3 separate regions of the Hordeum vulgare genome follow, and all the other regions are linked to region 2. Evidence: chromatin contacts called from public Hi-C data. All regions are on one chromosome and are shown on one strand. Each heading gives the region's core, a stretch centred on a gene start, on an enhancer-like site or on the middle of the called end of the contact. The rest is flanking DNA. Distances are from core to core; before and after follow the strand shown. Region 1 has its middle 92 kb from the start of LOC123440169. Region 2 holds the start of LOC123444260 (protein phosphatase 2C 50-like). Region 3 holds the start of LOC123440169 (cytidine deaminase 1-like).

Region 1 (3,077 bases), core at 375-2,874, 300 kb after region 2:
GTAGCCAGCTTCAGGTTCCGTGGATCTAACCAGCCACAGCCGTCGTGTCTGCTCCCCTCGTCTGTCTTCTCGTTCTCCGTTATGCTCCTCTTTCGAAGCACCTAACATTGATTATGATTGGTTCCTTTGATCACCCATAAATTTTTCATCATTACTAGTACCTTATGGATTTCTCTTTTTTCTCTACAGCTCCCTACATATAAGTACTCCCATCCTATGAGCTCCCTACATTTGTTCAGACTGTTTTCTATTTGATCTTTGTATTGATTATTTAATTTTGGCTCACTAGTTGGTCTTCTCTTTCTGTAAAGATTGCTCAAACACGAAAGTGGGGATGGAGTGAGGTCCAAGATGTTTGGAATCAGCTAGTTTAATTTCTACTTTGCTCCTCCAACGATTCAGGTGTCCTCCCTCCTTTCCAGTTTACTATAACCTACTCGGTTGTTTGCCAAAAATCTTACCATGTCCATGTCCATTGTGTATTATGCGATTGTATTTGCTAATGAATTCTTTGCTACCATTGTTTGGTTATTGAAATCAGATAAAACTTTGTGATATAATACTGTTCGAATGAAATTATTCACTATGTATGTCTTTATGGGCCCAATTTTCAAGTTCGCCCCGGGCATTGGAAAAGTCGGGACCGGCCCTGGTCTCTTGTGTAATGATTCGTTTTTTGATAACATTGTGTTAATGGAGATACTCTAACATCGAGAGGCGAGATCTGATCGAGTCACTAGGAGAAGAAGTACTTTTGATTCTTAATGATGGGTGACATATTTCGTTAAATACTTTTGCACCTATCACTTTGAATATAGGGCAGTAAGAAGAAAATTTCAAGGTTTATAAATTACTTAATGTTAATATTTCTTTTGCCTACACTATAAGTGTTTTCTAGTATCATCTTATATCTACATATATGAACTATTATTTGATGCATATAGTAAGGGCCTTCCGATTCTAGTTTTGCCCTCGGCCTCCGAAATCTCAGGACCGGTCCTGTGCGAGGATAGTCGAGTGGCCTATCGGCCTAGCCGAGGCTGACAGGGACTAATCGGCTTCGACCATGTCGACTGGATCCGGTCGGCTTTGGCTAGGCGGACCGCGTATTATTAATGAATTTTTTGAAGCTGTACAGTATTTTTCAAATTTAGTAAAAAAATGTATTATTTTTAAAAGTTAGCCCCTCTCAGCGCACTTGCAATTTTAGCCATCAGATCCTGAGTTTAAAGTATTTCTGGTGATTACTATTTACCGCTAACTGGTCCGCCTGTTCTCACGGCTGCTGCTCCGGGAGCTTTGCTTGCTTGCTGTGCCTGCGCCTTCTCTTCCACCCACGAGTTTAGTGCCACTCCGATGCACGCCTCACTGGCTTTCTCTGAATGCCGAGGAGCAGGCGTTCCTGTCAAGACGCGCCTTTGCTCCGAAGTGCAAAGACGACACAAACCCCATCAGCAGCAAGTAACTCTGACCTACTAATATCTCTCACATAAAAAACTCTGATCTACTAACTGCACCGACGTTGCGCTCATCGACCCGGCAATGAGACGGAACCGTGGTCCGGTGAGCGCTGATCGATGGTAACTTCCCATCTCTATCAGTGGCTTAATTAGCCAACTGAGCACGTTATCTTACTCCGCAGCCGAGCAGCATCATTTCTCGTGGTTCCTGTGTGTCGTTAACATATGCATAGTTCAGAGAGCGACGGAGCAACCGGCGTGAAAAGCGTGCGACGACTTTGCGCCGCGAAAATCGTCTGATTCTGTCACGCGAAGCCACGATCACATTTTCATGGAGCTGAACGGCCTCGCGGAAGCAGGAACGAGTACGACACACGGTATGGGATAACGAAGAGTGTAAATTGTGGCTGTATTTTCTTCAACCATGTCTTTTTCTTGGGATCAATTTATGTTGTACACCGAAGTCGTGTTGTATTAAGAAGTATCATGATAGGATTAGATTTTCCCATTTTGACAACGGGATTTTAGAGGATTAATTAATAGATTTAATGTTTTTATTTTACAACCTATCATAGGACCGAATGGATGACACAATACATTATTCTCTTCATGCGACAACGTGATTTCATTTTGGTGTTCATTTTCCAAAACACATCTTAAGTGATATCACAAACAATGTGTATTCAGCTAAATTATACTAAATATACTGAAACACCATTATTTATTTTTAAATATTACATTCCACGCGCAAACTTACTAGTAAATATGAAACTAAACTAGACACTAATCATACACAAAATGACTCTTTAAAATATTCGGTACATCATACACGCTAGCAATCGCAGGATCCTTTGGATCAGCTGATTAAACATAACCTGTTATGATTGACTAATATCTTCAAACATTGTGTGTGTTTTTCCTTCATGTTAGAAGGGCAGGAGGTCCTGACCACTCCACACGGTGACTCGAGTGCCAAAACGATATCCACTGCGTCGTGAAATCCTAGAGAATTGGCCCAAGAGTTTTGAGAAATCGTGTTCCGAGGACGATGTCGAACCCGCCCAATGGGATGGCATGCAGATCCACAACGAAACGCTCCTTGTCAATGGTGATCGTAGCTTGCTGCAGGAGTCCCCGGCAGGTCACCTTATCGCCATTAGCTATCGTGACTCCCAGGCGACGATTGGAGGAGAAAGGCAGCCCGACGACGGTGGCCAGCTCTTCGTGGATGAAGTTATTAGTGCTGCCCGAATCAGTCAAGGTGACCAGGTCACGGTCCACGATGCGGAGAGTAACATGCATTGTGTCGCTGGTGGGAATGCCGGTGACAACCAAGAGGGAGAATTGTGCCTCCTGGAAATCCTCAAACTGCTCATCTTCGATGTTGGTGAACTGAATGTAGAACAACCGTTTGCAGCGATGGCCCCGTGCAAACTTCTCGTCACAGTTGAAGCAAAGTCCCTTAGCGCGCCGTCCATCCATCTCGGCCGGCGTTAGTCTCTTGAAGATGAGCGCGTGCGAGGGGCTAGAGGAGTCTGGTAAGGCCAGATTAGGTGCGCCCATGGGGTAGACTGAACGGGTGGGCCGTGCAGCGGGGGCCGCGGTGCTGGTGACAGT
Region 2 (3,190 bases), core at 290-2,789:
TGTGCCTTCTTCTAGTGTTCATGAATAAGAACAGTCATGTTAGGCTAGCACACTCGTGGTCAAAAAGTAACAGAAAACATCTTAAGATCTTAATCGCATTCCAAACATGGCTTTACAGCTGGCTTGAAATCATCAATATGTTTCCCGCAAAAAAAAGAAAAAAAGAAATCATCAATATGTTTGTCCAGGTAATAAGCTTGGGCGTGCAAAGGCGGAAAACTTACCGATTGACCGTGACATTGCGAGAATACCAGAGACACGATAACCATTCCAGTCAATGACCTTTCCACCTGCGGCCTCAATCCTGGCACGCTCGTCTTTCCCATCAGGCTAGAACAGGAAAGCATAATCAGATACAATTTGCCTTAACCAAAAAACTTAGCTGAACAGTAAAGCCCAGTATGTACTTTGTGATCGACGGACAGAGCAATCGGCTCCTTCCCACGGCAGAGCACGACGCGTGAATCTCCACAATTCGCAGTTATGACATGAGAAGAGCAGACAATCGCAACCACGGCAGTGGAACCGACGTTATCAGCGGCAATAGGCTCCGGACGGAGCTCCGTGACGCCATTGGAAAACCTGATCGCTTTCCCCGACACCTCGTCGTCTACCTTCTGGAAACAATCACCGAAAACCTTCTCCCATGATTCCTTCACGTCCACCTCCCCTACTTCTCCCAGTTCCTCCAACCCCCTGCCGTCTCTCAGCACTTCTCTCAACACAACGTGGATCTTATCCCGGCAGTAGTTTGCGACCTGCACAGACATGATCAAGCATGAGCAAGAGGGCCCGCTTCAAGTCAAATGTGTTTGGTCCGGGACTCTGGGCCAAGAGTCACAGGAGAAGATAACCCCACCTCCGAGCCGCCGTGCCCATCGTAGACGCCGAACAGGTGCGCTGGGAGCCGGAGCTCGGCGGCGTCGAAGTCGCCCCCGATCCCGTCCAGCTCACGGCTGCTGGCGAGCATCCGCGCCGGCAGGGCAGCGAAGCGCGGCACGGCGGCGCACGCGTCCTCCATCTCCGCGGCACGGCCGCGCGCCGCGGCGCAGCCCCACAGCGGCACGCACTCCATGAGGTACACGCTCCGCTTGCCGCACCCGTCCCCCGCCCTGCTCCCGAGATCCGGTGGCCTCTCGATCCCCCCGGCGCATTCCGCCGAGCACCCCCCGCGCGCGGCGGCCCCGTCCCCGGCGAACACCGCCGCCGCCATCACCCGATCCCACGGCAGTAAAACAGCCCCGAGACCACGCCGACGGCAGCGCCGGCCAGCCGCACCACGCGCCTGAGCAGCCCACCAACAGAGAGAGCGCGAGCCGTGGCGTCCTTTGCGCGAATCAAGGGTGCAGCAATGGAGAAAGAGAGAGAGAGGGAGAGAGCGAGGGAAAGTAGAGAGAGAGAGTGGTGACGAGGAGGGTTGGTGCTGGGTTCGGGAGTACGTGTACCAGGTGGGCGCGGCGCGCGGGGGCGTGGGAGGTTGCCAGTGGCGGACGACGGCGTTGCGTGTTCGGGGGAGGAGGAGCGGATGCGGGCGAGCGGGACGTGTGACTGTGAGTGAGGGAGGAAAGGCACGAGCCGCAAGGAAGCGAGGTGGGGGGATGCGATTGGCTGCGCCATGAAGAACAGGTGTCGCGTCTAGGCGCTGCTGCTGGTCTGCTCCAGTTTTCCTTTTTAAAAACTTCCTCCCGCTGGGCCTGGAATCTGGATGGAGTGGGGTGGACCTGATCGTGGGTTTGTTTGTTACCGTCTGTTGCTCACTCGAGATTTTGGTGTCTGCTATGCTATACTCGGCTGCCTGCACCGTTGCACACGGCCGCAGACCAGCTCTCGTGTCAAAAAAAAAAAGGCGAGAAGCTATAAGTAAGTTGACTGAGTTTTCTTTAAAGGCAGGTACAATGACAAAAAAGAGAGTCTACAATGGGTCATCTTTTAACCCTATCTTTTATAATTAGTTATTCCTAAAAACATGATGAGGCGTATTGTGCTACGAGATCACCTCTTGTTTTCTTTTAAATAAGAGAAGGCAAAGCCTTTTTTTCGAGTTTTCTCTTCTCCACCTCATCATTTATCCTATGTGGCACTTCTAAGATAGCACCATTGTACATGCCCTAAGGAAATGTGTCCGTGCGTTGCAAGCGGAAAAAAATAAAATGTTGCACGCTCCTAGCTACCCATTTAATTTTGTTGTTATTTTTCTTTTCATCGTAATCGCTAATGATGTTCATATTGTCCATTATACTTTTCATCATCGCTAACAATCAATTTCAAGATGATGTGCTTTTCATTATACTTTAGCACAACACAGGGGCATCGCTATAGAGTAAACGGCTTCTGACAAGGATTTTTGTAATGTGGTTAGTGGTCACTAAATACGTATGCCTCATTGTCGCCGTGCTCTAACCTAAGGACGGCACCTGCAGTTTATGGAGAGGAGACCGCCATGGTAAGATTAAATCTGTTGTATAATACATATTTTTGCATTTTTTTAGTTTCCGTGAACGTTTTTCAAAATTTCTTACACATTTTCTTCGAATTCAAGGATATTTTTGAATACATGATCATTTTCAAAATCATGAATGTTTTATATTTGCTGAATATATTTTTTGAAAATATGAAATTGTGAATTCTTTTACAAAATCAAAACAATTTTTTTAAATCATCAACATTTTTTGAGTCCATGAACGTTTTATGATTTCCCGAACCTTTTTTTTGAATTCCCAAACATTTTATGATTTCATCAGTATTATTTAAATCTGTAAACATTTTGAAATCCCAAAACATTTTATGACTTTATGAATATTTTCGCTCAAAACTCAAGAGTTTTTTAATTTGGAAATTTGTAAATTCCGAATTAATTTAAAGAAGATAAAAAACAAATGGGAATAATAAAACAAAAATGCGTGACCAAAGAAATGAAGGTTCCAGGTATCGAACCTGGGTCAACTAGATGGAATACCAGCGCTCCAACCACTACGCCGAGCTCATCTGGTTGTCTTTTTAGGACCTCTCCCTATAAGTAAGGAACGATGACTTTGACTGGAAAAAAATCAAATCGTTTTCTTTACTTATGGGTGGCATAGTGGGTAATTTAGGATAACATTGGAAGTAATTTTAGTGACGTACGACAGAAGCACTATGTGCTTTATTATTAGGGAGAGAAAAAAGAAGAGGACCGCCATTCGGATTATAT
Region 3 (3,219 bases), core at 19-2,518, 390 kb after region 2:
ATTGACCTCAAAGTTCATCGGAGGAACATGACCTTCAACAAGCTTGGCAAAGACATTCGAGGACTGCAGTACGTTGATGACATTATGAGTTCTTGGCATATCAAAGAAGGAGTGCCAAATCCAGAGGTCATGTGTGGCCACTGCCTCAAGTACTACACTACAAGCGCCTTTAGCGCCTTTGTACATCCCCTGCCAAGCAAATGGACAGTTTTTCCATTTTCAATGCATGCAGTCGATACTTTCAAGCATCCCAGGAAATCCTCTTGCTGCATTCTGTGCTAGGATCTGAGGAGTGTCTTCAACATTGGGTGATCGCAAGTATTGAGGTCCAAACACTACCGCCACTGCCCTACAAAACCTATACAAACACTCAATGGTGGTGGACTCGGCCATGCGTCCACAGTATTTATGAGCATCGCCGGGAGCTCCATATGCAAGCATCCTCATACCTGTCGTGCACTTCTAAAGTGAGGTGAATCCAAGTGTGCTCGTGCAATCCTTCTTGCACTTGAAGTAACTGTCGAAATCCCTGATGGAATTCACAATCCTCAGTAAGAGCTTCCGACTCATACGATAATGGCGCCGAAATACTTTCTCGTTGTGCATTGGAGCATCGGAGTAGAGCAAACAATAGCCTTCGAGTCGATGCCTCTGCTTTGCCTCCAGCCGGCCCCGCGTCGAGCCACCTCGTCGCGGCTTTGCGTTGCTCACGAACAGGCCGGCCAGAGCGGCGAGGACCATAAGGTGCTCTTCGTCCTAGGCATCGGTATCAGCTTCCTCCTCCAGGAGCATCGCGAGCGCCTCCTCGTCGTCGAAGTCCATCTCCGAGACAAATCGCCGAAGACCTGGCGAGCATGGTGGGCGCGCAGCCGCCCGTATCCCCTCTTGTGTGGCCGGAGCGCCGGAAAAGCTCTACCAGAAGCAGGGGGCGATGTCGCGGCGAACCCTTTCTTTCTCGCCGGGGAGCTGGCCTTTCTAGTGACGGTAGGCAGGTGGGCGGCGCCGGGATCGGCACAGCGACGAAAATGTAGTGCACGCGGGAACGAAATCTGGAGATAGAAAAAACGTTTTCCGCATGACAATAATGACCCACGCGTTGTTTTTCCTTCTGCTGGAGCCCCCAATTGCCCCAATGCACTGGATTCGGCAAGATGGCAGGGCAAAAATATGAACCGAACTGATGAAAATCGATGTCCTGAAAGAAATTTTTTGTGCGGATGGGAAAAAACGCGGGCTGGAGTCTGTTGGAGGGCGCGGCTGGATGCTCTTAAGCTAGATGCTTTTGTGTAGGACTGAAAAGAAGAGAAAAGAAGCAAAGCCCTGCACAAGAGAAAAACAACAGCAACAAAGCACACGGATGTGTGTCCGTTATAAATACCCACACGCTACCACCATCAAGTTCCCCCCTCCCCCGCTCGTCCTCTCCTCCACTCTTTGAGGAAACATCCAAGCGCTCTCTCCATCTCAAGCGGCGAGGCACGATTACAGGGTAGAGGAAAAAAAAATCATAGATTGACAACGTAGTTTCTAGTTAGATCTGAGCAATGGGGGAGGAGAAGATGACGACGAAGCCCGAGGCTGTCGAGCTGCCAGGATTTGTGATGAGCGCCGACGAGGCGGAGCGCGCGGCCGCGGCAGCCGGGGTAGCGACGGTGGAGGACCTGCTGCCCCTGCTGATCCCTTCGGCTATGCTGCGGGCGCGCCCCCCGATCTCGCGGTTCCCCGTGGGCGCCGTCGGGCTTGGCGAGAGCGGACGCGTCTACGCCGGCGTGAACCTCGAGTTCCTGGGCGCCCCTCTCTCCCAGGCGGTCCACGCCGAGCAGTTCCTCATCGCCAACGCCGCTGCCGCCGGGGAGCCCGCGCTCCGCGCCATCGCCGTCTCCCACATGCCCTGCGGCCACTGCCGGCAGTTCCTCCAGGAGATCCGCGGCGCCGCCGGGATCCGCATCCTGGTGACCTCCGACGCCGCCGACGGCTGCGCGGCCGAGTGGCGCACGCTGGCGTCGCTCCTGCCCCGCCCCTTCGGCCCCCACGACCTCCTCCCCAAGGACGCCCCCCTCGTCCTCGAGCGGCACGACAACCGCCTCGGCGATCCCGTCGACGCCGTCGCCAATGGCTTCGCCGCCGGCGACCTGGAGGGGCGCCTGAAGGACGCCGCGGAGGCGGCGGCGCGCGCGGCGCACGCGCCGTACAGCGGGTGCCCGTCGGGGTTCGCGGTGGCGGACGGGGAAGGGAACGTGTACGCCGGGGGCTGCCTGGAGTCCGCGGCGTACAACCCGACGCTGGGCCCCGTGCAGACGGCCATCATTGCGATGGTCGCCGGGGGAGGAGGCCCCGCCGGGGACGTGGTGGCGGCGGCGCTGGTGGAGAAGGAGGGGGCGGTGGCGGCGCAGGAGGCGACGGCCAGGTTCTTCCTGGCCGCTGTGGCGCCGCAGGCGAGCTTCCACGTGTACAAATACAGGTCGTCCGATGTGTGATGCGCGCCTCCGGACCCTCTCTGGGGTGGGGAGAGCAGGCCGCGAGATCCAACGAGATAATGTTCATAATCTTCAAGAATAATAATACGACGAGAAAATAATCTTTTGTGCAGATGGGTGAGCTGTAAATTCCACACGGGGCTCGGGATCCGCCGATCGGACACCCAGAGTTGGGACCTACTCCTACTTACCACTTCTTGTGTTCATGTGTGTATTATTACGAGAAAAAAATAGAAGTAAAAATTATCTGAACGATGCCGTATTAAACAGGTGAAGTATTTCCTGGATGCTTCTCCTTCCCCGTCTCTTGCTCTACGTCGTTGCTTGAACGAATTACACACTACAGCTCATGACACTTTACTACAGTAGAAAACTGAAATAGGAAACATAAAAAATAGATAGAATGAAGGAGCTCGTGCTGCACGCACCGCCGGACCGCTGATTATCCATCCAGCCAATCAGGCAATGGGGCCGCTTGTTCCTTGCAAGCCTCAAACACATGATCGATCCATGGATCGCTTTACGAACTTCTCTTGGTGGGGCTGAGCTGTAGGCAGTTGGTTGCCACGGAGTAAAGCAAGGGCGTATGTAGATTAGCGACAGATTAGGTAGACTCCAAACGTGCAATCACAGCCCAAGTCTATCCCCGATTAGATGACGCAAAGCGCAATCATACAATCATAGTCAAGTCAGTCTTATAGGAATATCCTAGCAATTCTGATATCATTTTGCCGGAAGAAAG

What was found. A called contact is a pair of places that touch in the nucleus more often than the background predicts.
Region 1: a contact with region 2 is called in a Hi-C map of leaf, with 2.8 times the contacts expected there. The contact joins the enhancer-like site here to the promoter of LOC123444260 in region 2. A contact is called at or near these places in 2 of 6 Hi-C or Micro-C datasets (leaf and seedling).
Region 3: a Hi-C map of leaf shows a contact between it and region 2, with 6 times the contacts expected there. The contact joins the promoter of LOC123440169 here to the promoter of LOC123444260 in region 2. A contact is called at or near these places in 2 of 6 Hi-C or Micro-C datasets (leaf and seedling).

The regions. Positions count from the first base shown.
Region 1 is chr3H:460,688,643-460,691,719 of MorexV3_pseudomolecules_assembly, reverse strand. No RefSeq gene overlaps it. Among protein-coding and RNA genes, the nearest start is that of LOC123440169, 92 kb to the right of the region's middle. Within about 2 kb of position 1,624, at least 1 of the 3 cell types and tissues checked has open chromatin away from gene starts, as enhancers often do. A contact at or near this core is called in leaf, where this site is marked.
Region 2 is chr3H:460,991,754-460,994,943 of MorexV3_pseudomolecules_assembly, reverse strand. LOC123444260 (protein phosphatase 2C 50-like) reads right to left here and starts at 1,539. Exons shown (of 4, transcript XM_045120926.1): 1 at 860-1,539; 2 at 408-758; 3 at 225-330. The coding sequence starts at 1,213.
Region 3 is chr3H:460,596,626-460,599,844 of MorexV3_pseudomolecules_assembly, reverse strand. It overlaps LOC123440169 (cytidine deaminase 1-like), which reads left to right and starts at 1,268. Exons shown (of 1, transcript XM_045116741.1): 1 at 1,268-2,729. The coding sequence starts at 1,545. The coding sequence ends at 2,477.